Regions from separate parts of the Mus musculus genome. Here region 2 is linked to region 1. The links are chromatin contacts, called in public promoter capture Hi-C maps. All regions are on one chromosome and are shown on one strand. Each heading gives the region's core, a stretch centred on a gene start, on an enhancer-like site or on the middle of the called end of the contact. The rest is flanking DNA. Distances are from core to core; before and after follow the strand shown.

Region 1 (3,175 bases), core at 230-2,729:
TTTTTTTAAGGCGGAAGAATTTTTACTAAGGGTCTTACTCTGTACCCCTGGCTGTCTTATAACTCACTACATAGACAATGCTGGCCTTGAACTTATAGATATCCTCCTGCCTCTGCTTCCTGAGTGCTAGGATCAAATGTGCATACCAGTGCATACCACCATGCACAGCATCAGCTTTCTTTTTTAACAAAGGTTTATTATTATTATTATTGTTGTTGTTATTATTATTATTTTAAATTTACATGCGTGCATCTCTGTGAGTGCAGTACCCACAGAGGCCAGAAGAGGGCATCAGATTCCCCCGGAGCTGGAGTTACAGGCAGTTGTGAGCCATCCGGGTTGGTGCTCAGGAATAAACTCTGATCCTTAGAAGACTAGCAAGTGCTCTTAATGGCTGAGCCATCTCTCCAGCTCCAGATGGGCTTCTTTTAACTCTCATCACAACTATCCAAACTCCACTCTCCGGGCAAGGGACTCCATGCCTGAGAGACAGTTCAGACTCACATGGCAGGTAAGGGGAGCTGAAATTTGAACCCAAGGCTCTCTTACTGTGGGGCGTCCTCTACTTCTGACAAGGTGCCCTGTAGCTTTGGGAAGTTCAAGGTCATGTGCTAGACATCTTGGGAATTTCCCAGTTCCCCGGTCACCACTCACCCCTTGAACTTGAGTGAGCCTTGAACACAAAACCTTCACATTTTGGGGGTTGTTGGTTCAACCAAGTTCTCATGTCTTGTGTGTGTGTGTGTGTGTGTGTGTGTGTGTGTGTGTGTGTTTCACTGTGCTCCTTGCTGGGGCTCAGGATCTTAGTGACCCTTGATAGGGGGACAGAAAGGGGCTGTCCCCAGATCAAGGCCTGAACAGGGAAAACCAGCCACTCCTGGAGTAGCTGGTGAGCCCCAGGTGGTCACACTCCTATCTTGGAGACTGGGGACAAGATGTTGCATCTCTACTCCATGTTTGTGTGTATGTATGTCCATCTTGTGTGTGTGTGTGTGTCTGTCTGTGTCTGTATGTGTGTGCCTGTGTATGTCTGCCTGTCTGTGTGTCTGGGTAACTATCTGTGTTAGGCCACCGGTGGGCTATCAAATCACACCTTCTTCCGTCTATTTGAGTAATTTCTGCTCTTCCCTGCTCTAGCGACCCTTGAGGGTGGTTTGTCTCGGTCCCCAACCCCAGCAGGCACAGCTCTGTCTCAGAACCAACCAAGTCTCTTCTCTCAACTCTTGGCCCCTCTCCACTTCCCTGGGGAGACCATAGCTGCCCTGGTCCCCATTTAGTTTCAACAGATCTTCTTCAGATTACCCTGTGCCCTGACCTCGGCCCCATCACGACGTCCAGCCCCTCCCCTCTCAACCAGCCAGCCCTGTTACAAACCCACCTGCTACCTAAAAATAGCTTCTTTCCTCTGGCTCCCTCCCTCCCCGACTCCTGCTGGTTTTAATATGCTCCCAGCCGGGCGGGGAGCTGAGCTGTGCACCAGGCAGTCCCAGGATGGTAATTAGGTTAACTGTGCTCTAGCTTCAGCCAGAGGGAGGCTGCCTGGCTGGGCCCAGGCAGGGGGATTGCCCTTGTTCTTTTCTCAGGCTTGGGGGTGGAGAGAGATTCTCTGTGTGTGCTGAGTGATACTTGTGAGTGTAGTCTGTGTGTATCTCTCTGTGTGTGTGTGATATGTGGTATGTGTGTGTGTGTATGGTATGAAGTATGCATGTGATGCCTGTGTGTATATATGTGCAGTTGTTTAGCACTATAACAAAATATCTGAGGGAATTAACTTACAAAGAAAAGAGGCTCAGTTGGTAGCGCTTGCCTAGAATTCACGAAGCCCCCCGGCTTATAGCCCCAGCAGAGGGTAAAACCAGGCATGGTGGGTGGTGGTCCACAGCTATAACTCCTGCACTGGCGAATCAGAAGTAGGCGCATCAGGGTCTCTCCACACCACGGCTGCTGCCCATGTAGAGTAAACTCTAGATGTCCTTGTCTGGCTTTTCCACCCCGCTAGCTATCCCACCATGTGAGGGAGGCCCCTAAGGAGTGTCACTCACCCCGAGAAAGAAACTTGAGGGTTATCAGCATCAACGTGGGTGGGGGCTGAGGCATCAACTCTGTTGGGCAAGCATTTGCTGCATAAGCTTAGTGACCTGAGTTCAGATCCTCGGAAAGGCTAAGGGCCAGTCCTGGTGACACTCGCCTAACCTAGCACTGAGGAAGTGGAGCCAGGATGACCCCCGTGTGAGCTCCAACCAAGTTCAGCATCAGCTCTTGCCTTGTAAACAATGTAGAAGAGAGATGGCACCGCAAAATGCTCTCCTGGAGGACCAGAGTTTAGATCCTGGCACCCACGCTGGACAGCACAATTGCCTGTGACTGCCATCTATACTCGTGTGTGTGTGTGTGTGTGTGTGTGTGTGTGTGTGTGTGTATGGGAGCGGGAAACTACAGCTCAGGTTTGCCTCTGATTCATGGCGCTCTTCCTCCTCCTGAGTGTTGGGCTTTAGTGTGAATGGCCACACTCCGAATTCCTGCGGAGAGCGAAGAGCATTGCTTCCTCTCTCTGAGCATCTATTCTGCGTCAGTAACATGGAGGCGCATCCCATGTAACAAGGATGGGCAAAGTATACAACGTTCGATAGAAACTTAACAGGAGGAGCTGGGCTGGCAAGCTGGCTCATGTGGGGTGGGGGTAGGGGGACGGTTGCCACTGAACCTGACCACTTGACAAGCTGGAAGGAAAGAACTCAATTCCACAGGCTGTCCTGGCTTCCACACGCATACACACAATCAATCAATCAATCTAATAAAAGAAAACAATAAAAAAGAGACTGTCTTTAAGATATCTTTCACGTGGTGGCAAAGTGTTTCGGCAGTCCGCTGTGGGGATGAGCACTGCGCATGCGTGTGGGTGCCCATTGCATGTAGAGCTGGCCTATCATGTATGAAGGGGGCTACGAGGATGTGGTACGGTGCTGAGCCTTGAGTTTTTGGGCACGAGGAGATGGTCTAAACATATTCATGGACATGATACAGGAAAGCGGAATTGGGAGGCTGTGAGAGTATATACCAGTATTCTGGGTGGAGAATGTGTGTGAGATCTACGGAAGTGCTGAGTAGGGAGGACACGTGTCCGATGCTTGTGAGTCTGTCACGTGTGTGGTAGAGCCGGGTGCGGGAGTGTGCA
Region 2 (3,175 bases), core at 419-2,918, 170 kb after region 1:
CCATTCATGGAAGCCCAGGATAGCCCCCAGCAGAATAATCATCTTTTGTGTTCCTCCTGCCCTGACTGGGGACAGCTGGGACACGGGAACCGAGAACTGTAAGAAGGATGGCAGCTACCAGCCAATCTTTTCTGGTGGGGATAGTTTCCTGGGCCTTCCCAGGGCTCCCAGGCCACCCACTTCTAAGGGTCCCCCCGCCCCCGGCCAGTTCCCTTCCCTCCCTGAGCGGTGGCTATTCTCCAAGGCCCCTGCCAGAAAGCTTCACCAGTAACTATGGTATTTGCTTCCGCGGCCTAGGAGCTGGAGAGAAAGCCACTCTCCCCTGTGGGACTCACACCCCAGACAGCTAGCTGGACTCTTTTCACCATGCTCAGGGAATAAGGCCTCAGCCCCACAGCCTTCAGCGCGTATACTTCATTCCTGTCCTATTCTCAGGGACAGCAATAGAGGTTGCTTCATCCCTGTCCTAAATGGCCATGGCTTGTTTGTTTGTTTTTTTTTTGAGAGATGGTTTCAAACTCTTAAGTAGCCAAAGACGACCTTGAACTCAGATCGACCCTTCCGTTTCCACCCCTGAATGCTAGGATTAAAGGCACTTGCCACGTCACATCTGTCTTGCAGGGGTCTTTTTAAAAATGTGTTTTCTTGTTTTATGAGTACGGGTGTCTTGCCTGCAGGTGTATATAGGCAGCATATATGTACCTGGTGTCTCGGGAGGCCAGAAGAGGTCACTGGACTAGAGTTATAGAGCTCTGTAAGTCGCCATTTGATTGCTGGGAATCAGACCCTGGTCCTCTGAAAGAGCAGTAGGTGTTCTTAACTTCTGATCCAGGGTTCTTGAATGTTCTCAGAATTCCTTTTAGCCCCGGTGGGGCAGGTGATTAGGAGCTGTGAAGCCTTTGTTCTTATTGGCAAAAGGGTCCCATATTCTTTCCCTTATACTTGTTGCCATATTAAATGGGTAATGTTTATAAAAGGTTTCCCCAGTGTCTGGCCCGCTCTAATGTGCTTAGCTATTGCTATGACTGCCCCCGTCTGACCTCCAAGACAAGAGCCAGATCTCATTCAATAGTTGTACGTGGCATATGATGTTCAGAAAATGTTTGTTGATGGGCTGAGTGAAATTGTGGCTATGAAGTCATAGAATGAAACAGAGGGGTCTCAGGAAGTAGTCAATGAGTTGGCTCAGCAGGTAAAGGTGACTGCTGCCAAGTCTGATGACCTAAGTTCAATTCCTGGGACCCAAATGTCAGAAGGCAAAACACTCTTGCAAGTTGCCCTGTGACTGTCACTTGTGCATGCCTGCACACACATAAATAAATAAATGCAATATTAAGAATTTTTTTTTTTTTAAAGAAAGGGCTCTGGAGGTTTTCAAAGGAAATTGTTATTACACAGAGAGAACACACACACACACACACACACACACACACACACAACTGAAGCATTCATACCTGTAGGGATGTTCTGGGTTCTTTCCCTCCAGATAATCCAAGTTTCAATCACTGCCTCTGCTCCAGGGACTTTAGGAGGGGGAAGGGCCCCCGAGATACAGATCAGCACAGACTTTTCTTCTTTTCTTTCCGTAGCTAGAAGGAGAGAAGAGGCAGTGTCCTTGGCCATGGAGCTGCCGGTGGCCCCAGCCTGTCCCCACCTGACCTTGGGGGCAGAGAGGCTAAGGGACAGTGGAAGTGGTCCGCAGTGTGGTGAGCAGCCCCGGAGGAAGGGCACCGAGGAAGAGGAGGAGCTAGGAGGCCAGGTGCCCCTCCTCCTGCCATCTCTCCCCCTCTGGGCTCAGGTTGCAGAGAAGCCCGAGTGGTTCCTCACCCCTGTGCAGGACAGCCGAGCATCAGACACTGGTGATGGAGAAGCAGCCTGGGTTACAGTGCGAGATCAAGGTTATCCCCAGCTACCTAGTGAGACCCTCTCGCAGCATAAAGAGGTGAAGGTGGGGGAGGGGGGAATTATCAGGATCGGCATAAGTCAGGTGGCTCAGAGGGTGAAGTTGATGGCTGCGCAGGCCTGGCAAATTCAGTTCAACCCCCAGACTCCACAGAATATCGAAAATCCAGGCTTGGTGCAGCACTCCTTTAATCCCAGCACTTGAGAGGCAGAGGCAGGGGCTGGTGAGATGGCTCAGGGGTTAAGAGCACGGGCTGCTCTCCCAAAGGTCCTGAGTTCAAATCCCAGCAACCACATGGTGGCTCACAACCATCCGTAACAAGATTGGATGCCTCTTCTGGAGTGTCTAAGACAGCTACAGTGTACTGACATATAATAAATAAATAAATATTAAAAAAAAAAGAGAGAGGCAGAGGCAAGTGGATCTTTTGTGAGTTTGAGGCCAGCCTGATCTACATAGTGAATGCCAGGACAGCCAAGGCTATATAGAGACTCTGTCTCAAAAACAAAACAAAACAAAAATAAAACACCAAGAAGAACAAAATCTTGTTAGAATTAAAACTTTCCCCCAGTTGTGAGTGTTTTGCTTGCATATATGCCTGTGTATCGCATTCAGGCCTCATGCCTTTGGAGGTGAGAGGAGGGCGTTGGCGCTCCTGAGTCTGACTGCAGACAGTTGTGAGCTGCCCTGTACGCACTAGGAATAGAACCTGGGTCCTCTGCAATAGCAACAATTTCTCTAACCACTGAGCCATCTCTCTAACCCTCCCTGTATATTTTATTTATGTATATGTACATGCATAAGTTTATGTGTGTCTTGTCTGCTGAGACTGGAGTTACAAATGGTTGTGAGATGCCCTGTGGGTGCTGGGAACCAGACTAAGGTCTTCTAGGATCATCAAACCTTCTAACTACTGACTCCTTTCTCTGTGTAGCCCTGGCTGTCCTGGAACTCACTCGGTAGACCAGGCTAGCCTCAAACACAGATCCACCTGCCTCTGCCTCCAAGTGCTGGGATTAGAGGTGCATGCTACCCGCTGCCACCACCACTACCCAGATATTTTTCTTTAAAGGGTTATTAATGTGTACGTGTGTGTGTGTGTGTGTGTGTGTGTGTGTGTGTTAGTGTATTCCATGTGCAAACGGAGGTTTGAGGAGGCCCGGAGAGGTCAAATCCCCTGTAGCTGGAGTTACAGATGGTTTGTAAGCCACCCGATATGGGTGCTGGGAACCGAACTCTGGACCTCTAGAGAAGCCAGAAGTGCTCATGATC

What was found. Promoter capture Hi-C pulls out the DNA fragments that hold promoters and counts their contacts.
Region 2: a promoter capture Hi-C map of stem cell-derived epiblast-like cells shows a contact between it and region 1, with 4 times the contacts expected there. The contact joins the promoter of Ssc4d here to the enhancer-like site in region 1. A contact is called at or near these places in 5 of 39 promoter capture datasets (the 3T3-L1 cell line, hippocampal neurons, liver and 1 more), 12 of 484 Hi-C or Micro-C datasets (the Ba/F3 cell line, the N1E-115 cell line, embryonic stem cells and 2 more), 3 of 115 datasets of contacts at active chromatin or transcription factors (embryonic midbrain, embryonic stem cells and microglia) and 2 of 9 other capture datasets (liver and pancreatic islet).

Annotation. Positions count from the first base shown.
Region 1 is chr5:135,799,667-135,802,841 of GRCm38.p6, forward strand. No RefSeq gene overlaps it. Among named protein-coding and RNA genes, the nearest start is that of Srrm3, 17 kb to the right of the region's middle. Within about 2 kb of position 1,480, at least 21 of the 459 cell types and tissues checked have an H3K27ac peak or open chromatin away from gene starts, as enhancers often do. A contact at or near this core is called in the N1E-115 cell line, rod photoreceptor and stem cell-derived epiblast-like cells, where this site is marked.
Region 2 is chr5:135,972,808-135,975,982 of GRCm38.p6, forward strand. It overlaps Ssc4d (scavenger receptor cysteine rich family, 4 domains), which reads right to left and starts at 1,669. Exons shown (of 11, transcript NM_001160366.1): 1 at 1,455-1,669.